Regions from separate parts of the Anas platyrhynchos genome. Here region 2 is linked to region 1. Evidence: chromatin contacts called from public Hi-C data. All regions are on one chromosome and are shown on one strand. Each heading gives the region's core, a stretch centred on a gene start, on an enhancer-like site or on the middle of the called end of the contact. The rest is flanking DNA. Distances are from core to core; before and after follow the strand shown.

Evidence for each region. Hi-C and Micro-C count contacts between places; a contact is called where the count stands out from the background.
Region 2: a contact with region 1 is called in a Hi-C map of subcutaneous adipose tissue, with 2.3 times the contacts expected there. The contact joins two enhancer-like sites. A contact is called at or near these places in 2 of 8 Hi-C or Micro-C datasets (skeletal muscle and subcutaneous adipose tissue).

What each region holds. Positions count from the first base shown.
Region 1 is chr6:27,962,555-27,969,721 of IASCAAS_PekinDuck_T2T, reverse strand. All of the region lies in intron 1 of WBP1L (WW domain binding protein 1 like), which reads right to left. Among named protein-coding and RNA genes, the nearest start is that of WBP1L, 9.7 kb to the right of the region's middle. Within about 2 kb of position 2,566, at least 1 of the 8 cell types and tissues checked has an H3K27ac peak or open chromatin away from gene starts, as enhancers often do.
Region 2 is chr6:28,126,110-28,133,276 of IASCAAS_PekinDuck_T2T, reverse strand. It overlaps CNNM2 (cyclin and CBS domain divalent metal cation transport mediator 2), which reads right to left. Exons shown (of 8, transcript XM_072039750.1): 6 at 6,088-6,153; 7 at 2,205-2,389; 8 at 1-645. The coding sequence ends at 436. Among named protein-coding and RNA genes, the nearest start is that of NT5C2, 68 kb to the left of the region's middle. Within about 2 kb of position 3,211, at least 2 of the 8 cell types and tissues checked have an H3K27ac peak or open chromatin away from gene starts, as enhancers often do.

The DNA of each region.
Region 1 (7,167 bases), core at 1,317-3,816:
TAGGAGGACAAAGAAAGAGAGCGCTTGTACCGGCTTTAACATCTCTTTTCTTCGCATCTTCAAGTCTCTGCTAACAGATTCTAACAACCAGGGCACCAGAAGTCATACTTCAGCATCTTCAACTTCTTTCCTGAAGGACTCCAGCTACTGACTGCTGATATGCTGCCAACCTGGTCCCTGAAACAAGCCAGAGAGCGTTCAGGAAACATTCAGGACAAGGTTGGGAAGCATGAGGTGGCTGCAAGCAGGCCCCTGACTGCAGGGATTCACGAGGGTGTCTAGATCCCAACACATCCTAAAGAAATTGCAAGGACTGGCCAACCTCGGAGAAAGGAATCAATGAGGACGAACTGCAAAGCTGTGAGGGTCCACACGACTGAACTGTCTCAGGCCCTGCAGTCGGGAGAATGTACAGTCCAGTGAGTTATAAGCACTAAATTTCACCCTAAACTGAAGCCTGCATCCCCTTGACTAGAAACCAGACGTTAAAGGCAAGATTTAAATGTGAAATTTCATACAAAGATTTTGATGTGAATTCTGGAAGAAACAAGGAAAAACCCAAGCAACCCACCAACCTTTTTTTTTTTTGGTGAAGAGCAGCTGCCCTGAAGAATTTGAAAAGTCCTTTGTCCAGAACTATTTGTTACCATCCCGAATGCTCTCCCTGCATTTCAACATTAAATCATGTCTCTCTCCAAGATCTGTTTCTTCCTGTTTTCTTCAAAGGCTGTCGCAATTCAGAAGTCATAGGAAAGCACACCAACAATACCAGACTTGACTAATGCATACTTTTTTCTACCAAACGAGGTCTCCTTTCTGCTTTGCACCCTATGCACTGAGCCACACACTCCTCTGGGAAGACGCTACTTTTATTTCTGCTAAAGCACTGGGAACCACACGCAGATTTACAGCCACATACAAGCATATATAAAAGCCCAACAGGAATTTTTGCTATAGAAAAATCTGCTTCTAGTCTTCACTTTCCACTTGAACCCTTAATTCCGAGTAGCAAACGTTGTTTTTAGTTTAAGCAACTACGCATAAGTCTTGATGAAAGGTGTCAGGGGTATAAAAATATCCATTACCACTCTGGACTAGATTTGAACCGGTGACCTAATGATGTGACACTCGATAGTTCTTTAACAGTCCTGTGATCACAGAGATTTGCATCAGCAAATACTTAAATCCCAGGAGATGATACTTCCTGGGGATAAAAATGCTAGATAAATGAGATCTTCAGAAATACGAGCTTCTAGATTTGTGCAACTCCTAAAAGCAACAAAACGCAAAGAACGGTCACCAGATTCCCATGAGTTTCTGGAAGATCCTTGTACTGCGTGGATACAAGCACACAACTTTGTGCCAGAAGTCACAACTCACAAAGCTCAGCTTTCATTACTAGACAGAGGTAGACAGAAAAAAGCCCAAGAAAGGCATCCCTCTAGTCTTTAGCAACGCACCAAAAAAATCAAGGCACGTTTTGGATCAAAATGCACAAACAACCCCACTTGCAGTCAACGATTAAAAACTAATATTGGCACCATCTGTCCATCAACTGCATCGTACCAGATACCCAGAGCTTGGCATCTAGCATCTATCCCACCAGAACCACTCAGGCTCTTTATTTATTTATTTTTTAACCCAGGAACCTGGCACCAGCACCCTGGGGCTGTGCCAGCAGAGGTGGGTGCAGCTCCCGGCGAGGCACGCACGTGTTTCTCACCTGGTTTCACAGAGACATTGGCTGAAAGCACCAATCAAGTTTCCTCTCGAGGTGAAGCATCCTGTGGTATTTTATTAGGCTGCAAGAAAATTTCGCCGCGGTGCATCTGCTGGAGAGGCAGACCGCCCGAAAGCGCAATCAACGCTTCCCATCAGAGGGAACATCCTGCTCAACATTTTTAAAGTGCTGCACAGGTGCTCCATTTCATTGGAGAGCCTCCACACAAATAAATTTCCCGATCAATAGCGGTATCTTCAATCTCCCTGATGAAAAATAATACTCCCCTGAATAGCCACCCGCCCCCCTCCCCGCACACGTGAGTAAACTCAGCCACGAGTGCGACCATTAATACAAAAAGCCTCTCGAGAAAAAGCACCCGCACGGCTCTCTGCCTGCCTGGGGGATGCGAGTCCTTTGCTGGCTTTGTTTATAAGCTACAGATGTACTTCAGATGCCCTACACTCACCCGTTCACCCACCCCAGACACACCAGCCCAAAGCCCTTGGCCATCCATGTGAAGACGGTCACGTTCTCGGTTTGTACCCAAGAGGCACGCAATTTGGGGTTTGCCCAGAAAAGCTGCTTATCATTGTTAATTTTAACAACACCATACGTATAATTAAAAGTTTTTTTAAAAAAAGAAAGAAAAACGCAACATAAATTACAAAGACAGAAGCCATAAATCTTCCGAAAGCATCAAAAAAAGATCACAGCGAAGCCTTTAAGGGTAAGGAACCTGGTTTCATAAACACACTCCCGATTAACCCTTCCGAACAGATAGGATCTCTGCTGTTGCTGAGCACGTCTGCCAGAGCTTGCCAAGGAAAGCATGAGCAAGCAGCTTCAAAGGCAGAATGACGTACCTATGGCAGTAAACCCTAATCCTGGCTGTGGAAACCACGCAATTGAAGTTAGTCATAGAAAATGGGATTAGAAACTCTAAAACAAAACAAGGGGCTGGAGGAACCAGCACTCGTCCCAAGATCCTGCTGAAAATCTTGAACAAGTTTTAAACAACTGTTCTCAGGGATGATGAAGAGAGTAAGACTAAGGATCTCTCACAGGAAACCTTCAGAGGATGAGGGTAAGGACCAGGTCAGGCTAAAACCTTACACATCAGCCCTGCACGGATGCTTGGCAAGGAGAGAGGCTGCCAGCGAACAACCCTACTGCCTCCTCCAGGAATTCAAGGGCATGGACCCCTAGCAAAAAGCCTGTGTGACCTGCCTGTGCTTTGTAGATCAGAGCAGTGGCACACACACCACGTGCAGGGACAGAGGGTGAGTTTTGGGAGCTATCTGGGATGTACAGCAATCCTCTTTCCACAGGTGATAATGTTATACAGATACATGCATCCAAAAATGCTGCAGCTGCTCGAGTGACCACCTTTGCTAGCGCCCTATAAAGCAAGAGCAGTAATGCAGAAGTTGGGATTTCTGAGGAATCCTCCAAGGAGACACAGTCACCGTGACTTTCAGAAGCTCCCCATGTTTCTCTCACACTAACATCCTGGACAACAATGCTGGATATTTCCCGAAGACCAGACCTAACACAAATCACAAGTTTGCACAGACTGCATGAAATTCAGGTTTCGAAGAATGCGTGTTTTCATTTTAGAATGAGCTGATTTCCTAGCTCAAGACAATCTTTACAAAATAAACCATGTCTGCACATAGGGTCAGGATGAGATCCTAAAACATGAGATCCTAAAACAACCATTTGCCTGAAGGAGCTTCCCTGGCCCTCTCACTGCCAGAGAAGCTTCATTTGCAAGTACCAAGTACTCAATTCCTGATTATTTCAGAAGTCAAAATTACGAGAACACAGACTTGCATCAGGAAAAGGAAGGCAGGGGAAGGAACAAAGACAAGCAAGGAGAGAAAATAATGCCGTGAGAAAACAAAAAAAAAAAAGAAAGAAAAAAATAAAAGGCAGACTGTCATGATCTAAGTGTTGATGAAATCTGCTCCTGGTCGATATGCAGTGTGGCCATAAGGTACCAGCCGACAGTCTGATGACAGAGGGCATTTTCTCCCTTTGATCATTCTCCAGTGTCACTGGAAACCCACCGGGGCTTGAGGAGGTATCAGGTCTTTGGGAGATGGGTATCTAACCTAGCACACAGACCACGAATGGAAGCAGAAGTGCCTCTTCCCCTCCTCCCAGGACTATCACTTGCATTTAATGGAGCCGGAGTGGTCGGATTTCAGCAAGCTCCCCCACTTTCTGCCCAGACATCAGGCTCCTTTTTCCTTTAGAAAGGCCTCGGTGAGATCCCTCTCACCAAAAGGGGAAGGAAACAGGGAAATATCCTCGGTGCCACAGCTCACACGCAGGTCCTCACGCTGCTCAAATTCATGGTGAGAGCAGGATGGCTGCGTTATCTCCCATTTATCACTGACATTTCCATCCAAGTCTTTTCTCCTTCGCAGCCTGGCAGATTCCAGCAGAGCCCCACAGAAGGGTGACCTTGCAGCAATGAGAAACCATACAATAATACCAGGTAGTTCCCAAAATCCAAGGTCGTAGCAGTTTCAAGCAAGGTGTATGAGTGGAAAAGACTGGGAGCACTTGGGGACCACCATAAAAAAACTCAAAGGTAAGCAGACCTGCACGTGGACCCAGAGAAACTACAGGAATTCTGCCTCCACCAGCTGCAGGATCCTGATATCAAAGGGCAGAGACTCTTCCCTATACTTGGTCAAAAAAAATTGAAAGAAAAGGAAGTTAGGGCATTTCACACTCAGTCTCCTGAAAGATGAAAGCAAAAAGGGGATTTTTTTTGTGTAAGTTCTTGCTTAGAAGTTCAAAAAAAAAAAGTCCTCTTAGCTTTCTTTTTGTTTAGGCAGAGACTTTTGTATTTCCAGTGTTGCGAAACAGAAGACAGAAGAAAACAAATCTACTTTGCCTACACAGCAGTGCCAACCAGGAAAAAAAAAAAGCCACAAAAGCTTGTATAAATACGTGCATGTCCCTAAAACAGATGCACCTATCAAAGCACTGTTTAAAGTTGTTTCAAGTTGAGAGCCTACCTGAACTTTGTGTTTGCTGTCGAGAACAATTTTACTCAGAGTAATAACCCGAGCTGAAACCAAGTAAGAAATAATCAACTCGGTTTTAATTGGTTTCAAGAAAGGCGATTTGCAAACGCTCCCCATAGCCAGCTGTTGAATACCCGAGTTGACAGAGCCCAGAAGGCACTGTGATGAGTGACTTAAGTGGAGGCACCCTACACCCACCAGCATTCCTGCTGAATGAATGTGAAATCGGCAAGAATTGCTTTTATTTATCTTACTAGAAGCGTTTCTTGGAAGGTCTGGAAAAATTTATTTCAGCTGGATTTTTCAGCTGAGAACAAAGTTGCATTTATTATAATTACGCACTCCCCGACGCGGCCGGCCTCGCTGAGAAAGAACATTAAATTCAGCTGCACACGAACTCACGGAAGTGACCTTTTGAATGAAAATGCTGCAACAAGAGACTTGTAGAGCATTCTCACCAAATAATACCCTACTGTCTGCAGCTTGCAGATTAGTGCTCAGACCACTGATTTCAGCTGCTACTTACACAGGCACAAGTCCACACGAGGTCAATCAGCTGAGAATAAATCATGTTTGCTGTCGACTACAACATGGAGAGCTGTACTTGGGAAACTTGCTCAGTCTCTGGTTCAATTTGCTTTTCTGAACTTTTTTTTTTAAGCATCACGCAGCAGCATAAGCTTGCAAGGCACTTGAAAGAGGTCTCTTCTGCAGGACACCCACTATCTGATTTAAATAAGAGGATCAAAGGTGTTATTGACACACGCAGCACCACCTCTCACTTTGATGAGAGCAATGAATGCAAGGAGGAACACCCACCACCCAGGCAGCATTGCCCTGCTCGCTCTCTTCAGAAGGACAGGAGGGTGATCCAAAAGCCCAAGCACGTGAGGATGGAGGCACGTTAGCCCTAAAGAGCTAGGAAATCAACCCAGGAGGTTCGTTTCATTGTTTCATCACCTAAGTGAAAGGAGCAATGTGAAATGGCAAGCGGTGCTTGTTTGGACACGGAGAACTTTCTTTCTGGTGTGCAAATATGAAGCATCCTCCTCAAGTGCAGCAGATCGTCTTACTCTTCAAAGAAAGGTTGGGCATTATGAAACGCAACCCATCCTCTGCAGAACGTGGAGCAGATGTCTGAGCCTTCCCAGCAGCTGGCTTGCTGGGCAGTCAAATTCCCTGCTGCCAAAGAAAGCAAGGCAAGCCCTTGTGCTGACGTCCACATCTCAGGGGCATTTGGAAGCCGCTCTGCCTGCCTGCTTTGTGGTTCACGGGGCTAGGAAAGAAACTGCCCTGTTCTGAGCATCCGAGGGTTTTTCGAGCCGAAATTCACCATTAAACAGTCTGTGTCAGTCCTGCAGCAAGCACGTGCCATTTGTGAGGTGCACAAAAGCTTGACCCTCGTTGTGTCTTCGCACGTTGATTATTTACAGTAATGCCTCCCAGACAAATGGAAGAACAGGCCCCACTCAGGCAGGGCAGAAGCCAAGAACCATAAAACCGTGTCTGAACAATTAGGTAAAGTTTGACCACACTACTCGAGGCTATTGAAAACCTCTAGACCGAAACCTTGCAGGAGAAAACCAGGAGTTTCTTGGTTACCAATTAATAATTTAAACCTGAAGACTCCCCATCTAGGCCTCCAGCTGAAGAGGAAAACTGTGCACTATTTATACACCAGGTAACACACAATTTCCTCGTGTTTTGACACATAAAAAAAAACCCTGCAGCTCATAGTGCATTCACCATCTAAAATGATGGCATTAAGATGAAAAATATGAAATTGTTTGCTTAATATCAAATGATACGCCAGGGTCAGAGTTGAAGAGTTCTTGCAAAAAGCAGCAGGGTACCAAAAAAAGGACACAGAGGCACACCGTGGCTTTTAAAAATCGTTATTTTTGATAATATTTTTAAATTCACCATCAAAAAAAAACCATGCCAGCAACTAAACCCAAGGAATTTCCTTAAAAAATAATAATAAATCTATTTTTCCCCTCATCTTCCCACTAAACCATCAATATACTTTATTGTCAAGAGCTCTCCCCACCAGCGAACATGCAAAATGCCTGCTGTTGGGGCAGGAAAAAGGTAACAAACAGAGTGTAGGACCCATAAGTGAACGAGTTAATGGGTTGAACTGGGGAAAAGTGGTATTATTAAAGCCTATTTCTTTCATTGAAGATGTTAGAAGTATAAACAAGCTTTACCTTGTACCCTGTCCTGCAGGAAAGGGAAGTGCCGTGAGAAGAACTGTTGGCAGGCAGTGCCTGTGCTGGAGAAGAGCTAGTGATAAGAGCTCTCACAAACAAAATTTAGGGTCATTCATTTAAAAGTCTGTCCCAACTTGTAAAATGCTGCTAGAGCTTACGGTTTCCTACAAAGAGCAATGAAACTATGAGG
Region 2 (7,167 bases), core at 1,962-4,461, 160 kb before region 1:
ACAGAAACAATTTAAAACTCTGCAAAATACTTTTTAAAAACATGATCTCTCTTGAAAAAATAACCGGAGCAGCTTTTAAACTTCTCCATATGTGTTTGAGGAGGAAAAAACCCAACAAGGATCAAAAATACAGATAAAAAATAAACATGATTCTGCTTTGCAGGAAGTATGTTCATTGTTCTCAAGGGTGGCTCACCATTCCCAAAGTACACTTGGGGCTTTAGTCTCTCTCTGTCTTGCTCTTTGCTCCTTTCTTCCCGTTTCTTCCTCTTCTGCTCCCAGAACGGACGCACAAGTCTTTGGTCTCAGAACACTGGATGCAGCACAGTGTCGCAAGCACATACTAACGGTGTTCACACTCGGGGAGGAGGCAGGAAGGAGCGAGGGCTGGTCCTGCTGAGGAGATGGGATGGGTGGGTTGTGGGAGGTCAGCTCCTAGATGGCTCCTTCACTGTGCATACTGTGGTTGGGCTTGTTGTGAGTCACACAGTTCTGTTCGTTCAGCAGGTTTGCTGTCTCGTCCGGCAAACCGTCATGCAGCTCCGTAAGAGTCAGTTCGATTTTAGTGTTTTCACTGTCCGAGGACTGAGGTGTTTTGTCCATCCGGGATGCCATCAGGGCATTTTGGTACTGCTGTCTGGAGATCTGCTCCGAGCACGGAAGGAAGGAACGAAAAGAGCCAGTCACATTTTGTGTCTGCGCTGGACACGGAAGGAAAATGAGGTACCTTGCACACTTCAACCCCAGTTTACCTGGCATCAACTCCACTGCTATAAAACATTCCTGTGCAGAGATTTTTTAAACCAGGCCTCCATTTCCTTCTAACCATGCACAATTTTAGGGCCCAAACCAGAGTTCAGTCTTTTCCCCAGCTTCAGTGAGCTCTGGGAGAGGCTCTAAAAGTCCTCACAGAGCTAGAGGGCAAGAACATTGCTGCCCTTGTCTAGGGCAGCAAATGCAGCAGGATCTAGTTCCTTATCCTGATACATAAGAGCATTTGATTCTAAAAAAGATTGGGGTCTCCACAGAGTCTAGACCTAATTAGCAACCCATAAAGTTTTCCCCTTCCTGCACTTAGCAGGGCAGTCATGGCAGGAGCTGGCCTAGAGCACAGAGCATTTTGATGCTGCCTGTGGGGCACCAGGTGTGAGGATGTCATAGTCCCATACTGCTGGATATGGTGGTACGGGGGAGCAAGATTTGAGAAAATCAAGTTTTGGTAGCAACAGAGCAGAGGGACTGGAAATAGAGAGACTCAGATGGGTCAAATCACTACTGAACCACTGCATTTGTCAAGTTTTCAATCAGAGACTGTACTCTCTTTTTAAAATTTGGCTACCTGTAGGTGTGGAACAATTGATTTAGCATTCTAGTATTTCTATTCCATTCCACAATTTCAATATTGAATTAACTTTGACAGGAGTTGAGTTCATGAATCATTTGGGTTGCACACAAAGAAAATTTGAGTGTGCACTTAATTTAAGAAAAGCATCAAGGTCAATTTCTGGCCATGGGACGTCAGCTTCCCTCGACTCCCAGCTGGGCTGGAACTGCTGCCAGCATTTGGGCTCCTCAGCTCAGCTACATTTCCTTATCCCACAGGACTTGCACACATTTCAGCGTGGGATGCACCATGCTGGGGGACAGAGCTGTATCCGTGCAGCCACTCACTGGTAGTGTGAGACATGAGCCTAACATCAAGTTAAGATAAAGATGAATGTCCAAGACATCTCCGAGCAGGATGACAAGTTAGAAAGTAAGATCAAGAACCCCAAACTAAAACCAAAATCAAAAGTGAATGAATACTGCAATGAACACAAAATGTCTCGTCCTTTAGAAAAGGATGCTGTCAGATCTCCATTCGGATGGCTCCAAAGGCTTCACAAGCTACGTCTTTCAGGACTAAAAGCAGAGAGGGTGTTTTCTACTATCTCTCCCCAGGGGACCTGAAATCCAGAAACTTGTGTGACCAATCTGCTTACAGGCCTAAATAAAAGGAACACTGAAGACAAATCATCGGACAGCAGAGACTGAGAAAAAGTATTTAAAGTGATTTTCTAGTGGCTGTTTTCATAAACCTACTTACTCACAGAGCTACAAAGCAATCTAGAGGGACCTCCCTTCCCCAGGCTCTCCATCCCATCAGCCCAGCCCAGCCCAGCCCCCCGCATTTTTTCCTGGGGCTTTATCATTTTTTTTCCTACCTTGACAAACTGAATGTCTGTGAGTGCTTTCACTGAGTAGTCCGGGACGTACACTTGGAGGAAAGACGCATTCAGCTGGTTGTTGCTGCTCCCTAACGTCGGTGTCACTGCGTCGATGCGATCACTTCGGTTTAAAGAGTCTGAGTGATTCAAGCCACAGGGCCGAGGTGGAGACTTGTTTTCGGCTGAGAAATGGGCAAGAGCAAAAGACATCTTAAATCAAGCAGAACACATTCGAAGCCACCAGTTTCAAAGGGACATCATTAATCGCAAAGTAACACAGAGCATCTGCAAATACTTAACCTACTCTTACGTAGACATGCAGCTAAACAACAAAATGACCCTGAAAAAGAGCATATTTTGAATCCCGAGCTGGTAGCCAACATCATGAGTAGGATTTAAACCAACCTGGTTTGGTTTGTGCTACGGTGGATGTGCCCTGTGCACACTTGGTCACAGTGCTCCTGCCAATGGAAGAGGCAAACTCCCAAGGCTCCATTCAGGAGCTCTTGATAGTCAGACCGTGCTTAATAGTTGTTTGTTTTTTTTCTTAATGGTTTATAGTTGTAACTCCATACCAGACCTTTCATCCACAGTCAGTCCCTGCTAACCCTTAGCCCATTTTATTATATGTGGTACCTGCAAATACCACCTTGTTTCCTGGGTTAGAACAGTCATTTTTAAAAATATCAGAGTGATAGAGTCTTCAGTGGACCGGAGGACAGTCCACATGATGATTGCTTCAACAATGTTCCCTCCTGTACCCCCCGATGCTTGAAGGGAGAAAGACTCCATGAAGGGGAGCAAGCTCCACATGGTGCACACCAGCCAGCAAAACAGGGAAAACAGTCCATGCTACACAGAAAAATCTGCATCCAGGAGAGACATGGACAGGAAAGGAGTAAACTAGAGATATTACTTTCCATCACTGGCCTTTAAGCACTGTAGGGTTTCACTTGAAAATCTTGCAGCTACCCCTTAAGAATGCGATGGGTCACAGTTCCTCCCATGTAAACGTGCTTTCAGCAAGCCACAGGCATTTTGCACCCCTAGCTTCCACCCACACAGTGACTCAGATGACAGGAGGACATGCAGAAATGCATCCTAAAAGAGATCCCAAGCATGTCTGCAGATGGGCTTCTCCCTGGGTGCACGTACAAAGATCAAAGAACGCTTTGGGACTGGTGAATTTTTGGATCTTACTGCAGTTATATTTCATTCATCCAGACCAAACAGTAACTTCATGGCATCTGTGCTACTCCCCACACAATCTCCGTTCTCAGCTGAGGCATCATTTTCACATAATCTGAAGATACAAAGCCTCTGAGCAAATCAACAACATCCTTGTAAGTTTTTCAAATTTTATGATTTTTAAATATATAAAGTGGTCTAAAAAAAGCTCACTAAAATTCAATCCTACCTTTGCCATTTAATCACCATGAACATACCTCTCTTGCCAAAATGACATAGCCTGTTCCACATCTTTACATCTAGGCTTCCCTAAACCTAATGCTTTAGATGCTTCTAGATATGTGACTGTGGATTACCAGCCCTATTTTTTTATTTCCCACTTGCAATGCCACTGACGTCTTCTTTCCTCCTATTTTAGAAAAGGGAATGGAAAAATACAGGTTCTGAGAGCTTGGCAAATTTTCTGCCACTTCTGCACTACGAGGAATTAGTGCAGGTCCCTATGGTAACACCAAGCAGAGGCTTAGAGGGAAGCACTCAGAGCCCTGCAAGGTTTTCCTCGGTACCCATTTGCCATCTTGAAAGCCACAACGGGCTACAGGAACTGCTGCCAGGAGCCAAACCTCTGTCTGCACATGAGGCTTGGTGCCCTAAGCCTTTCCGAAGAACAAGCATGAAGATTGAACAAATTTGTCCTGTCTTTCCCACCTGTGTACACAAAATCTGGCTGTGTGTGACAGGAGCAGCATCACTGCTGTTTGGGATAAAGGCTTCCATCTGGAACAGCTTTCCACTGGCCTGACTCCGCTTTGCCCTCTGCTTTCACCAGGTGTCTCACAGTACGCTACTAATAAAAAGCTAAGGACAGAGAGCTTCGTGACAAAGCAGATTAAAATAAATGGACAAAAGGACAGAACAAAGAAATACGACTGCTAAAAATAAGAGGGAAAGGACGTTGCTTCTGGAGCCACGTACAAGTTGGTGGGGAGAAGTTACTGCAGAAGGGAGGACACGAAGGGCAGATGACAGAGGGAGCAGCAGGCAGGACCGTGTTGGCAGAACAGGGCCCTGCCAGATTTTTTCTACCCCAGTTTTCCTCACCTGTACATACTGGGCATTAAGAGCGCAAACCACAAGACAAATATCAAGACAACCATATTACCCATTTAGGATTTAATAAGAGGTTCCTTTTTAGAAGGACCCAGCAGAAGGCCTGGGTTTCATCAGAACTGGCACGACATTGTCATAGTGACCAGGCTCTATCAGTTCCTTTCAAAGGAGATTCTTCCCATTTTTATTTTCCATTACTGATTTTTTTTTTTTGATTGGGACAAAAAGCTAGGAAAATATGCTTGGCATTTATATTGGGAACAATTTGCATGTGCAAGGTATACACTTATTTGGAAACAGAAAAAAGAAAAAAAAAAAGAAGACCTGGCAAAACAAAAGAACCAAGCTAAAAAAGATAATCAAAGCCACCGAGCTTAAAAGAAAGCCATCAGGTACTTTAATTAAAGAAAGATTATATTTCTCCCCTTTCTTTTAAGTTTAGCAGCAGGAAACTTTAAAAGGGCAGGAAAAAATCCCCTGCAGGGCAACAACCTGTAGTTTGTTTGGAAAGTGCATGAGACTAATTTAAGGACTGATGGTGAAATACAATTTCAAAACTGAAAAAAAAAAGAAGACAGAAAAAATACAGGAAGCAGATGGTGAAAGTTTATGAATTGCATGATATGTACTGACGTTTAGATGTTTCACTTAAATATGCATATCATTATCTTGTTTGCTTTTAGGTCCAGGGAAAGACACATTTCATCTGAAAAAGAAAACTTCAAAGGGAAGAAACATGTTCAGGGTGGCCCAGATTATTTTAGGATTCTGCTGTTCCTACGCACTCTCCTGGTGGGTCTCCATCTTTCTCAACTGCTCTGTGCATGCAGTGTCTGCAAAGCTCGGTTCTTGACCTTTCCCAATTTCCAGCTTCTCAGCCACATCTCAGAGCTCATTTTGGCCCAATTTGTTCTCTCCTTGGTCTCCACTCTCCGAAGGGATTTTGCTGTCAATCAACTTGTCATTCAGCGAGGAAAGGTCTTGAGCAAAATGGGAACCAAAACCCACAGGAGCTCCCTCAGCCTTACTGCACATTCCATTGCAAATCCATCCACTCAGTAAATCTCTGTACCAATTCACAGCATTAACCTCATTGAAAGAAAATTTAAAGCTTCTGAGCACTTGAAATGGCCAGACTGTATTCAAACCATAGAGCTAGCCCGTATGAGAATATCAGAATTCTCTCATTAAAGGATTTCTCCTTTTAAGGCAGTTTAAACCTTCTCCTCTGCCAAATGCATTTTCTTCAGGAAATTTTTAAGTTCTTAAATCTCAGCTTGGGAGAGGATACTTTTTTTTTAAATCTTCCTTCTACCAGTTGACATACAAGAAACAAGAACAAGTGCACATTACCAAATACATTTTTCTTAAATGTGTTTTCAGCTCTTCCCATCTGGATGACTCCTTCACGTTGCTACCAGTTATCACAAATGACAGTTCAGGATACCTACCTGCGAGGCATAATTCTGTGCTGGACTTCTCCCTAACGAGCAAAGGGGTCAGATAAATACAGACTGCAGCTGACTTTTTATGGCATCAGGGCAGTCACAAGAATGGTGAAAATAGAAGCATGCGGATTTACCTGAAGAACCTGCTGCTAACAACTCTGTTCTGCTGACAACAAAGGTACGAGACAGGGACAAGGGAACTAGAAGAGGGAGAGAAAAAGGATGAGATCACGACCAGAAAGGCGGCAGCTATCCACACTCGACAGGGGAGGGAGCCAGTTCACACACTGAAGAACTAAAACCAAAAGTGCAAATCAACTGTGGAAAAGTAAAGGGTTAAAATAAACAACAACAGCAACAACAACAAAACAAAAAAGACAATCAAACAGTTTTAGGAATGAACCAAAGAACAAGCCTGTGGAATTACAGTGAACAACTTTCACGTGATAGTTTGAATGGTCATCCAGTACGGAATGGTCCAACAAGGTACACTCATTTTTAAAACAGTTCAAAAGGAGCGGTGGTGCCCACTCCAGCCTGGAAGGCAAAGAGTTAAAACAACCAGAAAGCTTTCAAGGGTGCAGTTCCTCATTGGAATAAAATAAAAATAGAAATAAAACCAAAGGGCACTCCAAGTTTTCGGTAACAAGTCAAGCAAGTTTGTGATTCTCCAAGCTCATCCCTACCAGAATGGGTCAAGTACTGCTTGTCATGCCTGTAATCCCTCCCCAGCTGTAGTTAATGAAAGCTTCGCTGATTTGTTGTTCAATTTTTTGAAAACATGCCTTAATCTCCTCTAACTGGCTTCATATTCCAGGTGGGGAGAGCAGGCACATGACATCTCATCAGGAGATAGGGAAGAACAGTTTTCCCTTGTTCTCTGAGGGTTTATACTCTAAATGAGCTTTCATGTCTACTTAGAGCAACAAGAACTACTTCAATTTTACAAGCTCATCCTAACAGAAGTCTCTTGATGCTTCAAGACATCATAAAGCAATTTCTCTCAAATCTGGGAAAAAAAAAAAAAAAGAAAGAAAAAAAAAAACAGCAAAAGGATGGGTTTGCTACTGGTAAAAGCCAATCAACCACACGTTAGCAAATCCAAGGTTGGCCAAGTTTAATTTAAAAAAATGTACATGCTTTAGTTTGACAAAACCAATCCAAGATGGATTTCAGGGCAGAGGCATGAACAGGGAAGCCATTTGATCTCACAG